2 separate regions of the Mus musculus genome follow, and region 2 is linked to region 1. A link is a contact called in public HiChIP or PLAC-seq data. All regions are on one chromosome and are shown on one strand. The core of a region is the stretch at or near the end of the contact, and the rest is flanking DNA. Distances in the headings are between cores, read along the strand shown.

Region 1 (2,795 bases), core at 88-2,587:
CCTAGACTGAGGAGCCAGGAAGGGGGCTTCCCCTGTGAGGAGAAAAACCTGGCCTGGATTGTTACCTAGGCTACCCTACCCCACTCGAGATTGCCGTAAGTTCCTCCAGTGTCTAGCCTGTCCCATTTCCCATAAGAGTTCATGCAACAACCGTTGGCCAAGACCATATGCCCTTGTACTTTTTGTGTGATCGAGGCAAGTCTCTCTCTCTCTCTCTCTCTCTCTCTCTCTCTCTCTCTCTCACACACACACACACACACACACTTGAGCACACATCTTTTAGGGCCTCAGTTTCCCCATCTGACTTGAACTGGTAGGTGGTGTGGTCTGAATGTTGCTTTGGGGAGAGGGGAGAGAAATGGAGGTTACCTAGGACCAGGAGGGTAGACCTAAGAGGAGGGGAAAAGGAGGCAGGCAGATTGCTGGCCATTTTAAGAGAAGGACAGAGATGAGAGCCAGCAGCAAGTAGGGTTGAGGGGGGGATGGGTGGTTGGCGTGAGGCTGCCAGTGATTTGATTTTTGCAAGATTTCTGTTGCTTCAAATACCAAAGAGAGATGGTTGGGTTTGTAGCTATTATGATCGGGGGAGCCATGGAAGTTTCTGGAACTGCAGAATGACTTGGAGAAAGTCTTTCAGCTTGTGGTAGTAGAGGCAGGTGGTCATTCCTTTCCCAAGCCTCAGTTTCTACTCCCACTGTAGGGTAGAGATCTTACTACCTTCAGAAACTCACTAATGCTACTAAAAATGTCAGAGGGGAGGGAAAATTCAGGCACCTCTGGTGGTTTATGTGGGGGATGGGGCAAAGTGGCTTAGCAAAGCCCTCTGGTTGCACAGGTGTGCCTTGTATTCTATGTGCGCTTGAAATGCACACAATAATTTTAATGGTATGAAAGTCATATTTTTATCAGATGGAGACTGCCTTCTGTAAAGAGTAGCTAAGTATCTTAGGCAACAGAGACAGGCAGAACTCCGACCTGACTGAGGGGTAGGTGCAAAGCTTTGTGGGGCGCTCTGGTCTGGCCATGTTTCAGTCCAGTCACCCCCTTCCTCAGACTCTAATTTCAGGTGCCTAGCCTTGGTGTGTATGCATATATACATGCACCACTGCACCTGTGGCGGGATAGGGTGCTCCAGGCACCCCAAGTTGGATATGGAGTTTAGACATGGCTGTTGGGTATATGCTGTTATTGGGGTTCTTCGGACGGGACAGGGGCACTCTCGGGCCGCGTCGCCCGGACGACTCCAGGCCAGGATTTTGCCCGCACTGACTTTCCGGGCGGGTGCCAGCCCAGCCTCCCGGTCCCGGGCCCCCGCCGAGGGGCCGGCTGCTCAGGGCGGGGCGGGGGAGGCGGCGGAGGAGGAGGAGTTGGAGCTACTTTGTAGGGCAGCCTTGGTCTTGCCTGCTGCTGCACCAGAGCGCGGGAGAGAGTGCGGGGCGCCCGCCGGGCGGTCCGGAGCGGCCGATGGGGCCCGTGTGAGCGCCCAGGCCTGGCCCGGTGCCCGGCGGGCGGCAGCATGTCCGCCGGCGGCAACGCCAGGAAGAGCACCGGGAGGCCATCCTACTACTACCGGCTGCTGCGGCGGCCCCGGCTGCAGCGACAGAGGAGCCGCTCCCGCAGCCGGACCCGGCCAGCCAGGGGTAGGCGCCACCCTGACCCCAGACCCTTAGTCCCTCGCAACCCCGCACCACCAACGGATGCTTTTGAGGCTCCTGTGTCAATGGGTGATGGCTCCTTATCTGGAGCTACCGTGACTGTCCCATCCCCATTGCCCCAGCTTCTGTAGGGTCCTTCCTCTTGGGGGAAAGCGGGGTCCCTAATGTTTCCCATTATATCAGGACCAAAGAGAAAGGGGTCGGTCTGATATGCAGTTCCTCCGTACTTCTGAGTTCCGAATCCCATTCCACTGTGCATCAGTTTACTCAGCGCGCAGGCCGTAGTAAAGTAGTCGAAGTGGATCCTGACTTGCCTCCACTGTCTGCTACTCAAGCTTAGCGTGCTTCCAGTCCTGTCTTGCTTCCTCATCTTTTGGATGGAGAGCTGAGTGGGCTTCCTGTGGGGAGAGCCAGGTTTGTAGGGGCCTGGAGCCACTCTGAGTGGTCCTTGGAAGGGTACTTCTTTCAAAATGGGGAGGGAGAAATGCAAGCCTTTCTTCGAGCCAGTAATAAGATCTTCAGCTAGAGAGGCCCTAACGTTTCATGCTGACTTGTGCTGGGCTGGTAAGTAAGTAGGGTCAGGGGCTCCACACAGAGACTCTGCCAGGCCTGGGTTGTGTAAGGCCATAATGCTTCGGTGGCTTAGGCCCACTGAAGGTGTCTGTGATGCAGAAGCTGCCTTAGTTTACATCCTAAGGTTATCTGGGGCATGGGAAGCCTGGCCCCGGCCCAGCCTCACCACAGGCAGAATGTGCCAAGCCTGCCTGGAGAGGTGTGAGAGTGGCCCCTTGTTTATTTTTTAGGTTTGGGTCAGTGAAGCAGGCAGGCTTTAGTTTACTTCCCCCCAGAATGGAGAAGACGTTCCGGCCCCAGCGGTAGAGCCAAGTAACAATGTACAGGGTTTATTTAGGAAGTACTGAGTTCCCTGTGCACAGAGTTCAAGTTTAAGCTGTCTGACTCTGCCCACAGGTTTGTAAACTTAGTTTGAGGATTCCCCAAAGCATGTGATATCCCGGCCTTTGCTGAAGTGGCCTCTGGCTAGTTCCTGTGCCTAGTCTAGGCAACCAGAGACCCAGGTTCAAGCATGAATCGCCTCATTTCCTGAGCCTTTGTTTTTCTCAGCTGTAAGAATCTGCCATT
Region 2 (2,700 bases), core at 119-2,618, 220 kb after region 1:
AGGGATGTAAGCCTCTATGTTCCAGATCCCACAACGTGAAATAGGAGTAACAAACATAAAAGTCCACACGGAACCATGGCCAGCCTCATATAGTCAAAGACCCACACACTTTTACGTTAGCTGACATACACTAAATCGACAACTAATTTACACAGAACATCCACGCTCTAGGACCAGACAGCCCTAGTTGGTGGCAGCCATGGTAACCAGCAGCTACAGCTCTTTGCAAGCACAGGGTAGCACTGGCCCCAGCAGCTTTGGAGACACCCACCCACCTTCTTGATTCAGTAATCCCATGGCTCTGCTCTACTTAGAGAAGAGCGTAATTGAGCCCTTCAAAGGCATCTAACAATGGGGATAAATTACTGTTTGACAGAGCCTGCGGATGCTTTCCGGTTACTGACGCTGAGGCGTACGGTAGAGCGATGTGGGATGACATTTGCGCCGTGAAGCCTTCGAAGGCCAGCAGAATTACAATAGCCTGTGCACTGGGAGAGAGGGCTGAAGCCCCATTTACAGGTGGGAAAGGTGGACATTAGCAGAAACCTCTTATATTTTCTAAAATTTGTTTTTTTGGTTTTTTTTTTTTTTTTTTTTTTTTTTTTTAGCATTACATCATAAATAAAGCAGAACAAACTACTCTTCCAATTTATTCCCAAACTACAAAAGGAATCTTCCCCCAACAGGTGAAGTCAGAGTTCTCTAAGATGTGCTCAGGCTTGGGATATTACCCAGCTGGGAGGACGCTGGCTTAACGTGCGTGAAGCCCTGGGTTCTAGTCTCAGCGCCATATAAATCAGGTACGGTGATACACATGTGTAATCCCAGCCCTCAGGAAGTAGAGGCAGAAGGATCAGAAATCCAAGGTTTTCTTCAGCTATGTAACAAGATCAAAACTGGCTTGGTCTACATGAGCCTCCATCTTAAACAAACAAACAAACAAACAAACAAACAAACAAACAAAAAACCCTCTAACTGGGCATTGTTGTTCCAGGTGCATTTTGATGGCCCCAAAGGTGCGAGGTATCACATGCTTCATGTCATAGGTGTAGAAACTGAGGTTTTATCAAAATACAGCTTCAGTCTGCTCCTAAGGTTTCACGGGGTCACCCAGGTCCCAAGCATACTTCCGAGCTTCCTGACCCGATGCTATGCCACCTCTCTGGTCTCTCAGAGAAATGCTTGAGCTTTCATTCAAAAGACTGACATTCAGTTTGTTGCTAGTGAAGGTACTGGCTCGCCGCACAGTTTGTACACAGCAGCTAAAGTCACCCTCCCGCTCTCCCTCGCCCCCAGACTTAGGCACTTAAGTACACCGTGGTAACAGGCAAGGTCATGTTTCTTTTCCACCCCAAGGCCACGTTGCCCTGCAAAGTGATTGGGTGAGTGCAGCTGGGCTGTGCCTCCGGATCTGGAGGCCTACTTGTCTACTGCTAGCCACGTGATGGCTGCTTTGCTTTTATTACAATGCAAGTGAAGATTTAGGAGATGCTAAGAGGGAGCCTCGTGGTAGAAAACAGAGAGCCCTCTGCAGAGTCGCCAGGGTGAAAGGGGCAGGTGAGAGTTCCGAGGCTGGAAATGAAGCAGAGGCAGGCAGGCAGGGGTGGAAAAGCTCTTGTGGAGCCCTGGTGACAAATGGGGAGGTCAGAGGGAAACTGGGCACTTCCAGAGAGAGGAGAGAAAAACCAGAGCCAGGCAATTTCCTGCAGAAACACCTGTGGGGATGATCGTTTGATTGTTTGGGGTTTTTCCCTTCTTTTTTTAAACCTGAGGAAAACTGTTGAGTCAGCTATTTTTATCATCCAAGATTTATTCCAGAGATTTCCTCCGGCTTGTGAGAGACATCTTATGTCCCTGTCACAGCCAATTGTCATAAGGGAATGAAAGCTCCCCAAAGTGTCCACAAGCAGGTTAGGGTACAGGGGGGTTCTATGTGGTGAATTGCAAAAATATTGATTTTTTTTTTTTGTTTCTTCACAGTTTGAATCTGACTGTATGGCCTTATGGGAATTTTCTCTCATGGCCGTGAAGCTCCAGGAGGGGAGGGCCAGGATGCCTGCCTTACTCTTCATTTCTCTCTGAATGGCTCTTTTTATAGACCTCTAATACTGCCAGCAGGATCTCAGGACACTTTTCCTCTGGGCCGTTTCTGACAGGAAGTCTGAGGTGCATGACAAATGGAAGGAGAGTGTGTCCCCCACCCAGTGCTGAAGTTAAGGACTGGGGTACTAATACCCCAGCAAAGGTGACTGACAACGCTGTTCCATGGGCACTACCACACCTCAGAGCCTACAAATGACCTCAGGCTAGATGACCGAGTCCTCTGCTTGCCCGACCACTGTGGCTTGGCAGTCTTCAGGCTGTGCTTAGCCACATACCCTCCCCCACCCCCTGTTCTCTAGATCCATCAGGCCTGTGGGTAATTTCTGACCTTTCTCCTGCTGTCTCCTGCTCTGGGTAATATGCCCTATCTTCTCTTTCTCTTACACATACCTAGTTATCAAATATATGGGTCTCTTCTTCAGGGCAACCCTCAGACACTCCGAGGTTTCCTTCCCAGGTTCCCCATGACAGGCCTCCATGTCAACTCTTAATCACTTTGCTTGTAGCCAGAACTCAACCTTTGAATCTTGCTGTTCACAGAGCCTAATCCAGAGCCTGGACGGGATCGTGGTATGGATGGACAGATGGACAGACAGA

What was found. HiChIP or PLAC-seq counts read pairs in DNA pulled down with a chosen protein or histone mark.
Region 2: an H3K4me3 HiChIP or PLAC-seq map of embryonic limb bud shows a contact between it and region 1, with 2.9 times the contacts expected there. The contact joins the enhancer-like site here to the promoter of Dab2ip in region 1. A contact is called at or near these places in 2 of 484 Hi-C or Micro-C datasets (bone marrow-derived macrophages and embryonic stem cells), 10 of 115 datasets of contacts at active chromatin or transcription factors (astrocytes, bone marrow-derived macrophages, craniofacial prominence and 4 more) and 2 of 9 other capture datasets (adipose tissue and macrophages).

The regions. Positions count from the first base shown.
Region 1 is chr2:35,620,644-35,623,438 of GRCm38.p6, forward strand. It overlaps Dab2ip (disabled 2 interacting protein), which reads left to right and starts at 1,338. Exons shown (of 16, transcript NM_001114124.2): 1 at 1,338-1,640. The coding sequence starts at 1,517.
Region 2 is chr2:35,842,708-35,845,407 of GRCm38.p6, forward strand. The region is part of intron 6 of Ttll11 (tubulin tyrosine ligase-like family, member 11); the gene reads right to left. Gm10829 (a long non-coding RNA gene) reads left to right here. Exons shown (of 4, transcript XR_003953791.1): 2 at 377-519; 3 at 687-1,557; 4 at 1,981-2,700. Among named protein-coding and RNA genes, the nearest start is that of Gm10829, 2.6 kb to the left of the region's middle. Within about 2 kb of position 1,369, at least 18 of the 459 cell types and tissues checked have an H3K27ac peak or open chromatin away from gene starts, as enhancers often do. A contact at or near this core is called in craniofacial prominence and embryonic limb bud, where this site is marked.